2 separate regions of the Rattus norvegicus genome follow, and region 1 is linked to region 2. Evidence: chromatin contacts called from public Hi-C data. All regions are on one chromosome and are shown on one strand. The core of a region is the stretch at or near the end of the contact, and the rest is flanking DNA. Distances in the headings are between cores, read along the strand shown. Region 1 overlaps Rbfox2 (RNA binding fox-1 homolog 2). Region 2 overlaps Rbfox2 (RNA binding fox-1 homolog 2).

What was found. Hi-C and Micro-C count contacts between places; a contact is called where the count stands out from the background.
Region 1: a Hi-C map of liver shows a contact between it and region 2, with 3 times the contacts expected there. The contact joins two enhancer-like sites. A contact is called at or near these places in 3 of 12 Hi-C or Micro-C datasets (kidney, liver and mammary epithelial cells).

The regions. Positions count from the first base shown.
Region 1 is chr7:110,830,984-110,835,912 of GRCr8, forward strand. All of the region lies in intron 2 of Rbfox2 (RNA binding fox-1 homolog 2), which reads right to left. Among named protein-coding and RNA genes, the nearest start is that of Rbfox2, 100 kb to the right of the region's middle. Within about 2 kb of position 2,193, at least 32 of the 93 cell types and tissues checked have an H3K27ac peak or open chromatin away from gene starts, as enhancers often do. A contact at or near this core is called in liver, where this site is marked.
Region 2 is chr7:110,714,193-110,719,016 of GRCr8, forward strand. Rbfox2 (RNA binding fox-1 homolog 2) reads right to left here. Exons shown (of 14, transcript NM_001414967.1): 6 at 3,795-3,887; 7 at 1,093-1,153. Among named protein-coding and RNA genes, the nearest start is that of Mb, 69 kb to the left of the region's middle. Within about 2 kb of position 3,164, at least 1 of the 93 cell types and tissues checked has an H3K27ac peak or open chromatin away from gene starts, as enhancers often do. A contact at or near this core is called in liver, where this site is marked.

The sequences.
Region 1 (4,929 bases), core at 943-3,442, 120 kb after region 2:
TCCTGGAGGAGATAAACCCTAATAATAGACCCATCGGCTGCTCCTCACTTAGGTTGTAACATAGTTTCCACTTCAGCCGATATGACCTCCCCTGACTCCTCTGGGTCATCTCAAGTCTCCACATTTATCTTTATCTTGAGGTACTTAAGTGAAGCCAGCAAGGATGAGAGGAGGGAGAAAGAAGCTCCTTCCCCTAAGCCTTCTCCCACAGCAAAGTTTACAGTAAATTCTCTGAGAGCTTGAAAGGACTCCTTCCTCTGGAATGCTTTGTGGCTGGGAACTCCATGGATGTACAACGGCCATCCACAGCAATGCTACATATACAGCGAGCCACTCACAGGGCAACGAAGCTACAGGACCTGTGGTGCCTTCATGTCAGCCTGATCTCATTCTAATTATCCTTAACCTAAGCTACATTGTGAAGCTGTCTCAAAACATCCCAAGAGAATAAATGTCACAGTATCTAAGTGGAAAGCATAATATATTGTCTAACTTTTTAAAAAGCTAAGCAAGGAAACCAAAGACTAAATGTAAGAGACTAATGTTTTGCTAAAAGCCGTGATCTCAAGGGTTAGAGCTGCTGGCACCTTTACATTCTCACTTTAAAGGTTAAGCGGGGTGGGGTAGTCAGTTGTAGTGACCCATGGCATTAGCACCAGCACTGGAGGAGAGGCAGGCAGAGTTTGAGGTTAACCTGGTCTACACAGAAAGTTCAGGCCAGCCAGGTCTATATAGTAAGACCATAAAAAAGTGTGGCTGGAGATGGCTGCTCTTCCAGAGAACCCAGGCTCAATTCCCAGCATCTACACAGCAGCTCACAAAAGTCTAATTCCAGTTTCAAGGGATCTAACACATCCCCCTCTTCTGGCTTCCACAGGCGCCAGGGATGCAAGTGGTAGACATACATGCAGACAAAGCACATAAAAATAAGTTAAAAAAATTAAAACATACATATTAAAAAAAATAAGCAGGGTTGGGAAAAATGTCTCAGCTGAGTTCAATCTCTGTCCCACAGTAGAAGGAAAAAAACCAACTCCCTCAAATTGTCTTCTGGCCTCCAGATATGCACTATGGTGTGTGTACGTGTCTGCCCCTCCCCTAATAGACATGAAATATAACTCTCCCAGCCTCTGTGCCAGCTTCTGCTGCTGCTTAGCTCATGAAGAATGTCTAGAGGATATTAGCCAGCAGCAAGCAGTAACAGCTCTTCAGGACAGGGCTAAAAGCTAGGAGTTGAAGCGTTCAGCGTTCAGTGTACCAGAATGAAATGGTTAGTGAGACATCCAGGGCTTTTCCTGCCATCCATGGAATCTAGTCTGGGCAATTAGAGCCAGATGGGCCTTCCTAGTGAAGTGATCTTGGGGAGTCGGACAGCCTCACAAGCCTTCAATTTTCTCATCTATAAAACTGAGTGAGCAGTATTTGCCCTGCTGAGTTGTGAGAATTTAACAAAAAGTAAGCTATTTAGAATAGCCACCTACTGTAGAACAATGGTTTCCCCACCACACCTCAGACCCTAGGGATATATATATAAATGAATGAATATGAAATCCTGGTGGTTTGTATGAGACTATGTCATAATCCTCCTCCTGTCTCTTTTCTTCCCCCTCTTATTTTGTAGAATAAGGCATCAAACCCAGAAAGACAAACTAGCCTTCCAAAGGTTCTATTACTAGTTAGCAACAGAACATGAGCTAACGCAGCTCCTCCTTGCTCAGTGAATCCTCGGTGAATCAACACCTCTTAGTGTGGCTCGGAGTCAATACTGTTGTCTCTTTTGTGATTCAGACACCCAAGAGTTAACACTCAGCCCTACCAGGACTGGAGATGCCAGGGAGGGCCTTATGGGATGAAGCTAGGAACACTGAAATCCATTCCTCTGTGATTGGTTGATTCCCAAAGGGGTGGGAAGAAGAAGAGAGAAGACTGTCATCTGATCTCCACAGTAAACAACAGCAGGAGCATCTATCTGCTCAGATTTTGCAGTAAATCTGTGCCATATTTCTGAATATTTGTGACCACCAAGCTCTGGAAATGGTAACTTCCGACCTTCACCAAAAAGTAAAGTTTCTGCTGTTCAAGGAAGATTCCGAAGAGTAAGTCGGGATGACTGCAGGCGTTTAGGACAGTCTCACGCTTCCACAGTGGCCACAATCAGCTCTGGAGCTGAAATCTGACACCTACATCCCCCCCCCTTACGGAGTGGACTCAGCCTGTTTAACTTGGCCGTCCCCACCCCCCACCCCCCCACCCCCCGCTCTGTCATCTTGGAAACATGACTTGGCTACTCAGTCCCATTCCCTCTTCTGGTTTGTCTCTACTCCTTAAGAAAGATCCTATCAAGAAAGCCAGGGAAAAAGTAAGGAAAGAAACGACAAAAAGAAAGGAAAGGAAAAATAGTAGATAGATTGATTGACTGACTTTGGAAGAACTCTATCTCATTGCGAGTTATAACTCTGTAACGGTATAGCACACACACGCTGAAGAAAGAGAACCTAACAGCATGCCAAATCCTTTGGGGAGGTCTGCCCAAGTCAGTGAGCCAGGCTGGGGCCACTTAACTGACTTAGGTGAGGTGATGCCCTTCAGCCCTAGCTCCACTCTCTCCCCAGGAGTTTCTCTGTCCCATTTCACAATGTTACAGGGAGTACACCCGTTCTATGGAGAGAACTGGAGCAGCATTTGTTCTGCCTTGCAGCTGACGAGGACTCCACATGCTATGTATGCACTGAGGAGCCACAGAAAACAGCTGTGTCCTTTGTACCTACACAGCACCACACGTTCTAAACTAGGAAAGGGGGGGGGGTGTTCTGCTCGGTGGCAAAGCTTGGGAACCTAAAGCAAGTCAGTGCAGGAATGAACTTTAACCACCTTTGGGTGGCCTCAGACAGGGCTAGGCACATCCTCCCCTGTCCAACCAAATAAACCAGAAATGGAGCAGCCCTATCTCTCCAGAAACGGAGATTGTGGAAGACCTGCAATCGTTCTGACCTCAAGGACAGAAAGGCCCTTCAACATAGCTGAGGAACTGAGTAGCAGTCTTTCTACAGCTCCTCCCTGTGCTGGCTCTGTGGCCCAAGCCAAGTTAGCTTACACTGTGTTGTTGACGCCCTTTGCTAACACAGGTGCTTGCTGTATACATCTTAGAAGCACTGGTGACCAGGCAGTTTTTTCTCAGGAATGTTCAGCAAATTAACTACTCAAGGGAGACAGGAACGTAGCTGTTAGAAGCATGGGCTGGCTGTCAGGCAGGTCTAAGGTTAAATACCTGTTCCACCATTTTCAGCCTCTAAGACTCAACCTCACTAAAGTTCAGTCTATGTATGTATCTGCAAAACACAGCTTCTACCAGTTGCCTTGGAAAGAGAATGATCGTTAGGATAATGAGGTGTTGAAGGGATGTGTACATAGGTGTATGTACTTACTGTGTATCTGATGCATAGTAAGCATTCAATAAATAGTAGCTGTTGCTATAAATTATAATGGGGGACTGTAAACCAACTCTGTGAAGGAGTAGCCCTGACAGTTAATAACCATCCTAATTAAAGCATTTCTGCACTTCACCCATGCCATGGTGAGACACAAGTAACATGAGGATGCCACAGACCACTCAAGGCAGCACACCATCTCTGCCAGACTCATCGGTGGAAGCCTGAGAAAAGGACTACATGAAGCCACATAGTGAGGAGGTCTCAATATGGAGTTAGCTCCCAGCTTACATGTACTACTGTGCTGTGCTGCCATAGTAAACAGACCTTTCTGGATCTGTACACCTGAAGAAAATGGGGTATGGAGCAGCAAATAAGGACAAGAAGGGGAAGGACTCTGATCTCCTCTCTTCATGTTCTACCAGGCATGGAGCTGACAACATAACCAACATTTTTTAGGCAAGCATTGTAGAATGGCTGCTTGCTAGACTAGGGCAGCAGCACATGTTTTTATCCGATAGAAATAAACTCTCAAGGAATTACAATCATGTCATCACAGACAAACAGGGGGAGGTGCTGTCAGTCTGGATCCTAAGCTTAGAACCCATCGCCTTTGCCATTGTCATCTCTTGAGATTTTCATCACCACAACCCTAACCTGACAAACTCACACCCACTCACACCTCAAAGCCTGCAGTGCTGGAGTGGAGCAGGGCCAGGCCAAGTCTTGGTCGTGACAGTACATGTCCATCAGGAAACTGCTCTGGGGAAAGTGCATACTGATAATAAGGGCCCTCCCTGTATCACAAGCCCAACTCTTTACTAGAGTATAGGCATAGTAAGACCTGGCTATGACTCAGTTTCCCCAACTGCAGAACCAGGATGACATGACTAAAGTCAGCTATGACCTTCAGTGAGCTGAAGACCCTGCTGATATTCCTACCTTGGGCTGTTAGAAAACATGCCAGCGAAGAGCCAGGGCTTCAAGACAAGTAATTACAGCTCACTCCCTAGACAGACTGATAGTTCAGGTCCAGTCAAGACACATCTCTGGAGTATAAAATAAAAGCAACTAGCAGGAAACAGTAGGACAATGTAAAATCACCTGACGCCTGGAAGGGCACCTATTGGCTTGTAAAGGTACCCTCCCAAACACCTCAGCTCAGAAGGACATACAGGGGCCTGAGTTAGCCTTCACATCCCACATAGAAATGATGATTGCTATATCTGACCAATGGATTAGGGCCTAAACGAAGGGGGCTATCTGCACTGGGCAAATCATATGGTCATAAGCAATCTCACAACTGCCTGCTCTCAGCAAACTGGCAGCTCTTTTTAAAAGATGCTCAAGGGATCTAGAGTTGCAGGAACCAAGGGAAATGTCTTCAGATTAATTCAGCAAAGGCCTCTCCAGTTCCACACAAAGTGTCTGTAGGGGTGATGTGCTGGCCAACACACAAGATTACACAACAAGTTCCCTGAAAGCCTCACGTGCCCAGGTC
Region 2 (4,824 bases), core at 1,914-4,413:
TATAGTGATAAAAATGCTCATGAAGGCCAACACAGTGGTTCAGTGAGTAAAAGCATTTACCACCACGTCTGTTTGATGCCTGGGTCCCATATGGTGAAAGGAGAGAACAGACTTATGTGGGTTGAGGCATCCTCTGACCTACACACACACCAGAATGAATAAAATGCTCATGTTGTGTGCCCTTGTGCACCCCTGCCCCCAGAGTTGCAGGTAGCTCAGAGCCACCTGACATGGGTTCTGGGAACTGATCTTGGGTCCTGAGTTGTTACTTCAGTGCTAAATTCTGCATTTCAGAAAACAATTTAAACTTATTTTGTGTGTTGAGTATGGGTGTGGGTATGCTATGGAGGGCAGTGGGGATGAGAAGACAATTTCCCTGTTGTTTCTGCCACTGTATGGCATATTTTAGGCTGGCCAGCCCAAACTTTTGCCTAAGGTTCTTGGATTACAGATGTGGACCACCACACATAGCTTTTCACATAGGTTCCAGTTTCTGAACTCAGGATCTCAGGCTTGCATGGCTGGTGTTTTTTTCCTGAGGAACCACCTTTCCAGCCCATCATTGAAAATCCCACTCTCACAAATGTTTATTAAACTCACTGTATAACTTGTCCTCACGGAATAAAAAGCTACACCCTAAAGCCCCAGGGCCATTGCTGACAGGTCTTAGGGAAAGCAAGGAATCTAGAATTATAAAAGAGACTGGAGGTTTTCCTTCCCACTAATCCAGATCACACTCACAGGAGGGGGAATCAGTAGGAAAACACTCCTGGGTCTTCAGGGCTACATGGGAAATTCCCATGTTACAAGGAGCTACAGAGACTGAGGATGCTCATGGGCTACCTATCTGCTTTAGCAGGTAGCTTCTTAAAGTGGCATGTACTGTGTAGAAGACCAAAGTTAATGAGATCAAAACAGCTTTGTAAGTTAAACACTTAGCTTAATTTTAAGGGAAAAAAATGAATCTGTAAAGATAAAACATTTTTCTAAGAGGTCAAATGTGAATTGAGCTGATAGTCCTAGAAAGTCATGAAAATTTCCTATATCTACATAAGAACAAAGGTTCCCCCAAGGTAGCTTGTAACTCCTCACCATTTGCATATGGTGTGACCATCTTCTTGTTGGTCATGACCCGTGCGGTAGCATTATTCACCTAAAAATAATGAGCAGACAAGAGGGGCAGGAGAGACACATTAGGGACATTACTGAGCATCCAGTAACAGTACATCATTTAAAAAGTAAATTTCTGATAGCATTTAGATAATTAACATAGCATTATAAAATAGTCATAGAATTTTAATGTAAGCGTTTTATTAAATGAGGCTAACAAGAGTAAAATGTAGTTTCTTGGTCTCCAAATAGAAAACTGTGGCTGTTCTACCTGTCAGCACTGCAGAGAAACCGTGCAGTTACAAGTTCTCTGGACACCTTAAGATGTCTCTTTACTGAGGATGCTTTGGAAAAAAAGGAAATAGGGAACAAATATATCTACAAAAGAACGTTGAAGCTTGTTAATAAAACAGAGGCTTGCCACCTGAGCCATGATGCTGATGTCATATCCTGTCCTGATGTTCTCTATCTTTTCTTAACTACTTGGGATTAGAAAATAAATAGAGGGACTAAAGATTCCTGTGGTGGCAGTCTGTGGGTCATCCTCAATTTTCTAGATCACGTGGATCACTCATTTAAGATGAAGCTTCAGAGGGCCTTTGGCACAAGTGCTCGGCAGTGAAGAGTGATTGCTTAGCTCTCCTGTCCTGTGGTCCTCTATCCCATGACAAAGCATGTATGAGGCTTCTCCACGCCAAGGTGGGGAAAGGAGAGGAGCGGCAGAAGTTAGGACACTGTGGGTGGTCTCGGGACCACCTTCAGAGCCTCATCATAAACTTAACTGCAGCTTGCCTTGAGCTTGGAGCTTATGAAATATAAATATGTCTCATCTGTTTTTTAAAAACAAGTCTCATTAGGAAGCTCAGGCTGAGTCTGGAATTTGCTATGTAACCAGGCTGGCCTCAAATCTGTGATCCTCCTATCTCAGCCTCCTGAATGCTTAGATTATAGGCTTGTGCCACCAAGATCAGCTTACTTTGCCTCTAAGAATATACATTGTACTAGATTTATGTTAAGGAGACCAATTTGCAGTAAAACTGGAATTTAAAAACATTTATGACCTTCTCTCTCTTCCTTCATGAAGACAGCTTGAAACTTCATTTACTCTAGTTTGACCACCAGATAATGTAAACATTTCACATTTACAAAGAAAGAATGGGAGACAACAACGATGAGATTGAGAGCATGCAGTTAACACACACAAAGAAAAGAAAGAAACAATTCGGAAAGAAGAGGGAGAGTGAGCAGCAAGGTCGGAATGGAGCAAGGGCTTGAACCAGCTGCTACAGCAGAAAGCCACCAAGCAATTCAAAGGAAAACCAGCCAGAACCAAGCAGACACTACCAGTCAGCAAGAGACACCCACAGCTCCAGACAGAGAGGGACAGGGAGGAAGAAAGGAAGGGGCTGAAATGGGAAGCCAGGGAAACTGAACAGCGTGGTAGGGGAGAACAGGAAAGAACAGGAGGGGTGTTGACAGGAAAGAGCTGCACAGGGGTTTAGGAAAGGGGGCAGAGTGCATTAATAAAACCAGCCAAACTGGAGTTCAGTAACTCTGAGTAAGATGCGCAAGGGGAAAAAAAATCACCATGAAGTCAGTAACCAAACAGCTCAGACTGCTACAAGACAGGATGTACATCCAAAGTCCAGGCGACATCACCCCACAGCAGTGAAAATAAAAGGGGCAGGAAGGGAGAGAAGCAAGTCAAACCACATCTGGTAGTGTTAATGTGAGATGGCAGATGGACTTTTTCTCTCTTAATTGTTTTGTGATTACATTTTTAAAAGCTTCTTCGCTAGCACTTTCAGTTCACTTACCGCCAACGGGCACCATCGCCAGCACTGTGTATAGTTACCATGGAAAGAGTGAGGCAAGTGAAGGGCCCTAAATGCTAAACCATTGGAAAGGGGAAAAAAGCAAAATATGCAGACATCTTACTCAAATGGTGGCTTTTATATTTAATACTTTAAAAAACTGGGAAAGGGGAGAGGAGCCAGTTAACCTTCAATCTGTTCGTCACTCTATGCTGGTGAGCCCAAGGGCTGATTTTGCAATCACCACATCTGTCCATCAATGCCACCAGCTGCCCTTGAACCCTCTCTTGAGACTGCATTTGTCAACTTTGGAGGCAAGGCTTGAAATTCTCGGTATTAAGATTTAAAACTACCAGAATTTTAGATTCTGCCCCCCCCCCCCCCATAATCATCTATCCACACGTACCAAACGTACTTGGAGGGGAACTGGCCTCCAAGACACAATGCTAGAGCTAGATAGGTTTTAGACATTTTTGAAGTTAGTTTTGCTTAGGCCTCATTATAGGAATTCAGAGTCTTGCAAACTGAAGCAAAGGAAAAAAACTCAAGAGAGCAGAAGGATGAACATTTTGGAAGAGGGAAAAAAAGTAAGTGGAAAACAGGTAAGCATACATCCCCGCCCTCCAAATTAACCCTTGAACAACCAAGAGCAGGGGAGAAGCCGACAGATTGTTACTTTATAGTGTAGTGCAAGGAGGTGAAGACAGACAGACAGGAGTGCACACACGGACAGGAGTGCACATACAGACAGAGTACACACACAGACAGGAGTGCACACATGGACAGGACAGGGGTCCAAAGGTGAAGTGAGGCAGTACACAAAGAGAAAGAAAAATATAAATGAGAAATTGAATTATTGAAGACATGCACCTCGATTTTACGGCCCTCTACCACGGTGCCGTGCAATTTCTCCCTGGCCCTGTCTGCATCAGCACTATTCTCGAAAGTTACGAACCCGAATCCCTGCATGCAGCGGGAGAAGGGGGAAAACATGCACATCGTTATATTGAAATACTCATCTTTTGGTAAACAGAAAACATCACAGTATGAAGTGACGTCAGCACAACTAACACCAGCAATTTCTTCCAAAGGCACATTTTTGATCCATGCATATTTTGTAAAGGGAAATTTAAACCCAATAAAAGGATAAAGAACTGCAATAATAACAGTAACTTAATTAACTGCAGTAACAATACGATAAAATATGAAGTATGTGAGGCCAGACCAAGATTAAGGTAGGAAGCTACTCGGGTCAAACTATTCAACCAAAAATCTGAACATACAAAACAAACCAAACCCAGGAAGCTGTTATTACTGTGTGCACACGTATGCACTGGTGCAGTGGAGGGCAGGGCAGAGGTAGACGGCGCAGTGCCTTCACTGACTGCTCCAATGAGCCAGCTCTCTACGTATGTCTCTTTTCTTAATGTGAGTGCGGAGGGTCAAACTCGGGTCCTCACACTTGCAAGGGACACACACATTTTACAAACCAAGCCATCTTTCTAGATCCCGCTCTTCTCTCAGCTGACTCTCTGACCTGAAGCCTATACTTCTCTACTAACTGCTGTGTAAAAACTCACACTCAAGGTTACCGGCTCCATAACGAGATGTGAAGGAGTTCGTTCAGTCCTGCTTTACCTGTGTCTTACACCACGGACTTTTGGGAGTAGAGTAACTGAAGACAGTAGTAAGGTCTAGTTCTGTGGGTAACAGCGGTGTAAGCAAGCCTAAATATCACTGGAAATGGACAACTGGGACTTTTCTTCACCAACAATTTTAAATGATCAGATTGGCACTTTATGGAAAAACTCTCCCACTTTATGTGTATGGCTGAATTTCAGAAAAATACCTATACATCTGTTGATGTCTATCTCTGCTGTTAAAGGCAAATTAGAGATTC